Linked DNA regions of Sus scrofa: region 2 is linked to region 1. A link is a contact called in public HiChIP or PLAC-seq data. All regions are on one chromosome and are shown on one strand. Each heading gives the region's core, a stretch centred on a gene start, on an enhancer-like site or on the middle of the called end of the contact. The rest is flanking DNA. Distances are from core to core; before and after follow the strand shown. Region 1 holds the start of TYW5 (tRNA wybutosine-synthesizing protein 5). Region 2 holds the start of CLK1 (CDC like kinase 1).

Evidence for each region. HiChIP or PLAC-seq counts read pairs in DNA pulled down with a chosen protein or histone mark.
Region 2: an H3K27ac HiChIP or PLAC-seq map of skeletal muscle shows a contact between it and region 1. The contact joins the promoter of CLK1 here to the promoter of TYW5 in region 1. A contact is called at or near these places in 2 of 2 datasets of contacts at active chromatin or transcription factors (alveolar macrophages and skeletal muscle).

What each region holds. Positions count from the first base shown.
Region 1 is chr15:103,577,601-103,580,506 of Sscrofa11.1, reverse strand. It overlaps TYW5 (tRNA wybutosine-synthesizing protein 5), which reads left to right and starts at 1,606. Exons shown (of 8, transcript XM_003133570.5): 1 at 1,606-1,846. The coding sequence starts at 1,769. It overlaps MAIP1 (m-AAA protease-interacting protein 1, mitochondrial), which reads right to left and starts at 1,581. Exons shown (of 5, transcript XM_003133571.3): 1 at 1,012-1,581. The coding sequence starts at 1,452.
Region 2 is chr15:104,560,879-104,563,808 of Sscrofa11.1, reverse strand. It overlaps CLK1 (CDC like kinase 1), which reads left to right and starts at 1,667. Exons shown (of 13, transcript NM_001123099.1): 1 at 1,667-1,761.

The DNA.
Region 1 (2,906 bases), core at 357-2,856:
ATGTTAAGTAACCACTGGTTTATTGGGAACTGCTAAATATTTGCTATGGATGACCCAACATTCTTTTTGGAAATGCACAAAAGTTGACTTAGATGGGGCACAACTGCATATAGACTGGCTGATGAAGTGTGCAGATACTACTTAACAGCAAGTATAGGGGCTAAAACAGCTCACAGCTGGAGGCCCTTTAGTATCAAACAGTGACTAAAAAGTGTCCCATGCTCCCGTGTTGAGAGGAAATAGGCACTTAGGCCTGATTCCTGCCCATGGTTGGGAGATGACTTCCATTCCTTATTGACACATAAAAGAGCATGAGGTAGACAAGCTCAAGTCATCAGCTGCAACCGTGGAAAAAGTAGCATCATGATTATTTACCTCTGCACAGGCAAAAGATTTTGAGAACATAAGCAGAGATTTATCCCTTACAATGCTATTAATCAGGTCTGCCCTTTGCTTTTTAACTCTTTTATAAAAAGATAAATCAATCAAGAGTTGACTCCAGGAAGCAAAAAGCAGGAGTTAATACTGATAATGATTACATAAAGCTGAAAACATTTAATTTATAACAGGCAGGTCACATAAATAAACATTAATGGCCTTGTTTATAGAAATAATCTGAAAAAATTAGGAGTAAATATATCAATACCAGCATACAATCAATACTGCCTTCTTCATTCTGCAGAAAATGACATTCAGAAAAAAGAGCCATTGGCAGAAGTGGCCGAAACAGGCTTTGAATCCATTTCTATTTGATTCAAAACCTGTAGAGAGTGGAAAAGATAATTAAGGGACTTCACCCTGGAGTCTCCATCAAACCCTTTTATTCTCGGCGACCATATAAAACATAAGGAGACGCTTAAGTCAGGAAGTGTCCGGAGGGCTCTGCGGCTGCGTGACTACCCATATTTCATAACTTGGGACCTGGTGGAAATCTCACCGCTAAACACTTTTTCGTGTAATAGCTGAATGCGTGAGAGGTGGGCAGATTATCTGCAGAGAAATTAAACAAACCTGCTTCGCTCCCTCTGAGAATTCTGCGATGCTGAACTCTTGGTCGAAATAGGCCCAGATAAGGAAGGAGTAAATTCGAGTCCGAACCCAGTTGATGGGGTTGGGGAACCCCAGAATGATCATCTTGGTTTTCTGGCGCTGCTGGGGCTGATCCTCCGTGCTGTAGGTTCGCCGAGAGCAGGAAGAGAAGGCGGGGAGGGTTGCAGGGAGCTCCCGAGGGCTGAGCAGGGGACGCCCAGGACCCCGAGCTGGCAGCGCCAAGGCCCAAGAGACTCGAGGAAATGGGGTCGTTCCCGAACCAAGGCGGCGGCGGCAGAAGCAGCAAAATCCAGGCCATGGCGGCCTCACCTCGGTCGAACCAGGGCTCTGGAGTCGGGCGGCCCAGCCGGGCAGAGGCCGAAATAGCAGTAAGCGGGATAAAAGACGTACGGCCAGCGCCATCTTTGTGACCTTTCACCCCCAGCGTTTGCTAGTGCAATACGGAAAGAAAGTCGGTGGGAAACACCTCAGCGGGTTTGGAGAAAGACTGGAAGAGTCAAGCTGGTCTGTTGCTGCCACCCCTGGTGAGTCCGCCCCATCCCCGCTCTTCAGCACACGCGGCCCCCAGGCCGGCGCTCCAACTTGCGGAACTCGCTACTCTGCCGGGCGCACGGACCTTTTCTCTCAGGGTCGTGTTTCCGAGCGGATCGCGCGCGAAGAAATGTGTTAAGACCGAAGTTCCCGGGACTTGGAGGAGGACAGGCTCACGTGAGCAACTATGGCCGGGCAGCGTTTTCTGGTACCCCGGCTCGAGGGCGTTTCGCAGGAGCAGTTCACCGAGCATCTCTACCCGCAGGTGAGGTCCTCCCGCGGGGTTGAACCGCGAGAAGCCCACCACTCGAGCGGATCCGAACCGGTTTCTTGCGACCCATAGTGTAGGGAGGAGGCGACTCTCGGCTGAAGATGGCTGGTTGCCTCTGCTACCAAACGAGAGGGCACGTGGGGGATGCTGACCTGCTCATCTCTTAAATTTTCAAAAGAGAACCTCTCCACGGTTCTGGGAAGAAGGCTAACGACAGAGAGCTGGGTACGAGAAATATTTTGCCTAATAACACTGCTAGCTGCCCCCTCCGGTGGCTTCAACGGCGCGTGTTCGTCTATGCGAGTTTATGGATTTGAAGAAGCAATTTTTTACTGCACCAAGCCAAAAGAGGAAGCAATGGGAATCCTCCGAGAAACTTCTACTGGTCGTGGATTCTAACTAGCATGGGTTCTAGTTCAGATGTTCGATTTTCATATATGTGTAACTCAAACCATAACTCTTTAAAGGAAAACTCAGACAAAAATATTAATGGGGGGAGGGAAGTGTTTTTACTTGGAGCGTTTTTTCGGGGGACTCCAGGCTTCAGAAAAACTGAAATTTAAGAGCCCAGCAGATATTTTAAGAAAAAACAAACAAACAAACCCACTAAAGTTACAGTTAAGAGTCTCCTCACGGTAGAGAGCAGTTTTACTTGATCTGTGAAGGTGGTTGGGCATACTCCTGAGTATTAGAAAAGTCCGAGATGGAAGTTTTTTTTCTTTTCGGAGTTGGCAACCTAATGGGAGCATACAAGCCTTCATTTATTTGGGGGACTAGTGCTAAAGGGTGACTGTTTTCCCAACCCCCACCACAGGACTTGTTAGTGTAAGATGCCTACAGGACAGTATTGTGAAGATCAGAGGATGGAGGGTTGTGAAATTGCTTTGCCAGGTGCATAGCAAAGTGTCTTGTAATTTAATAACAGAAATAAGACGTGTAATATGTCAAAAAGAAAGCATCATCAAGTTTCATAAAGTGGAAAATTACAAACAACACTGTGGTTACAATGTAACAAAACTAGAAATTAATAGCTGTGTTGCAAAACAAGACTCTT
Region 2 (2,930 bases), core at 418-2,917, 980 kb before region 1:
TGCCACCTAGTTCTCTAAGAGTGAAGTGACTAGCCAACTGCAGTCGATGATCTTCAACACACCCTGAAAGGAGTTCAGGAATGAGGCCTCTGTGCTCCAGGAAAACATGGTAGAACAGGCCTTCAGATAAGATATTTCCAGGAGATTTTATAGGCCCAATTTCTTACATCTTTTCATATCTAGAAGAGCACTAAAATCAGTAACAGAGATACCTGCTCCTTGTGACTAGCAGCAACCCTCTGCCAAGATGTGTGGTTGATTCCAAGTACCCACCTTCTTTAAAATCATAATACTGGAGTTTCCGTCGTGGCGCAGTGGTTAACAAATCCGACTAGGAACCATGAGGTTGCGGTTCGGTCCCTGCCCTTGCTCAGTGGGTTAACGGTCCAGCGTTGCCGTGAGCTGTGGTGTAGGTTGCAGACGCGGCTCGGATCCCGCGTTGCTGTGGCTCTGGCGTAGGCCGGTGGCTACAGCTCCGATTCGACCCCTAGCCTGGGAACCTCCATATGCCGCGGGAGCGGCCCAAGAAATAGCAACAACAACAACAACAAAAAAGACAAAAGACAAAAAAAAAAAAAAAATCATAATACTGACCTCTTCCCTACCTCTTCAGAGCAGTTCCTCAGAGCTTCCTTTTTTTTTTTTTTTTTTAATGTTTATGGCCAGGGTCGGCAATTACTTTGTTCTATCAAGTTGCAGCTTTATTTTTGTTATTCAGAGGTTGTTTCCAGATAATTCTGTCCTCTTTTGGAAGACATGTAGAAGTTTCATGGCCAAGCTGCTGCAGTGTCAGCCTGGATCCTAAACCCACTACACCACAAGGGAACTCCTCATTTGATTCTAGTTCCCATTTTCCGGCCATTTTTTTTTTTTAACCCACTATCAAAGATGTGCCTCAGGTATATATGATAAAGAAATGGAAGGAGTATAAGCCTTTCAATGGCGAGAAAAGAGTATGTCACAGCAGTGACATCAGATCCTTAAGCTGCTGAGCCACCAGGGAACTCCAAGAGAAGTCCAAATTTGTCTTCTCTTAATGATCTTTCAGTCCCCCCACCCCAACTCTTTAGTTTACTTGGCCTTTACACGCAGAGGCCTTGCTCCATGCGGAAGTGTTGCTATATTGTGAGGAGTCCCTCTCACATTTCTTCGCCTTTGAAAATCTCGGGAAAATCCTTCCAATCCAATTTCTGTCCGTGAGTCCCAGCCACTAAAATTTTAAATTGGTTTCAGAACCTTAGCAAAAGTCCAAATCCAGGCACGTCCTAATTTGGAACTATCTGATGAAGGTGGTGTAAATTTTTTAAAGCATTATTTTAGACGTTGTAACGCTATTTCGCACTCTGCTTCCTTCAGCTTCTCATTTCTAGCGTTCACAAATACAATTTTTAGTTGAGCATGGACGAGGCGCTCCTCCCCAACGCTTAAAACGTCTCCTCAGCCCAAACACAGAACAGAGACAACATGGCCGCGGTCACAGCTCCCTCTGCTCAACCTGGTTGCGGAGCTTCGAACCCGGCGCCTGCGCACACGTCCCCCGCCCCCCTCCCTGGGCGCCAGCTCAGCCCCACCCTTTGTGCAAGCCCCGCCCCACCCGGAGGCGGAGTGACGTTTGCAGCGTCATCTTGTTTTCCCGGAGAGCCCAGACGCTTCGGCAATCGGCTCCATTTTGTTGTTGGACCTTGTCGCAGCCAGCTGGGTGTTTTCCGTTGTCGCGTTGCAAGCATTGTCTCCTGAGGCTTGGACTTTTTGGCCTGGACGGTAAGATGCAGAAGGAAGCGGGCTGGGTGTCAGGGCCCCTTTTCTGTTTCCCGAGAGCGTCTGTGACGTTCCCCTTCAAGCTTGTTGGCCGTCTGCAGTCCTGCAGGGTGACCCCTTTTCCCCTCGCACCGCCCCCCACCGCGCTTCGGCTGCACAAAGGTGGACAGCTCGTCTTCTATGCTTTTCCGAGTCCGCCGCTGCGGATTTCTATTTGAACCGTGACGCTCCAGACCCTGGCGGAGGGTAGTGACAGTGTTTGTTAGGCGGAGAGAGCTCGAACGTGTGCCTTCCCTAGAGGGAGCAGGGATCCCGATCCCCGGCGCTCCGAGCGCCATGTCGGTGGCGCAGGCGTCGGCCGAGCTCTAAGATGGCGGCGGGGCGGAGGCGGCGAAGCTGCGGGCGGAGGGTGGCCGCCAGAACGGCGTTCTGGAATGTGCGTGAGACGCGCTCCTCTGAGGACCTTCGTTCGTAACAGAGGGAAAGAAGGAACACAGGGACCGGGTGTAAGACGGTCTCACTGTCCGCTCGAGTCTTAAAGTAATTCGAGGGGAAATGGCGAGTGTCTTTGCCGTCAGTGGCGTAAACAGAAAGCAGGTTTAGGAACTCGACGGAAGAGAAATGATGTGGCATATTTGGAGGAGCTTGTGAGAGAAGCCAGGCGGTCGGGCACAGGCTTGGGAGTTTCTCCCCCAGCCCACCCCCTTGGGAACAATTGGATCCCCTTAAGTTGTGTTTAGAGACGAGGTGGTGCCCGGGCGGTTAGTACTGCTGTGAACGGTAGTTGATGAAAAGTTTATCTCTAATGTCTTTTTCAAGTTGTTAGGGATTTTTGGTTCTGACATTTCTTTAGGGAAAATGGTTTACACCGATGGTTGTGTAAGTTGCTCGTAGGCTAAGCTAGGTGTTTCTCTCCTTTTGGAAGGGATTAGCAACGAAATTCTGCTGTGTAGCACTGGGAACTATGTCTAGTCACTTATGATGGAGCATGATAATGTGAGGAAAAAGAATGTATACGTGTATGTGTAACTGGGTCACCATGCTGTACAGTAGAAAAAAAATTGTATTGGGGAAATAATAAAAAAAAGTGATGCACATCTGAATGGGCGAGTTATATATAAAGTAAATGCGTGCTTCTGGCAGGAAAGGATTTTTCCCAAAGTTGATCAATT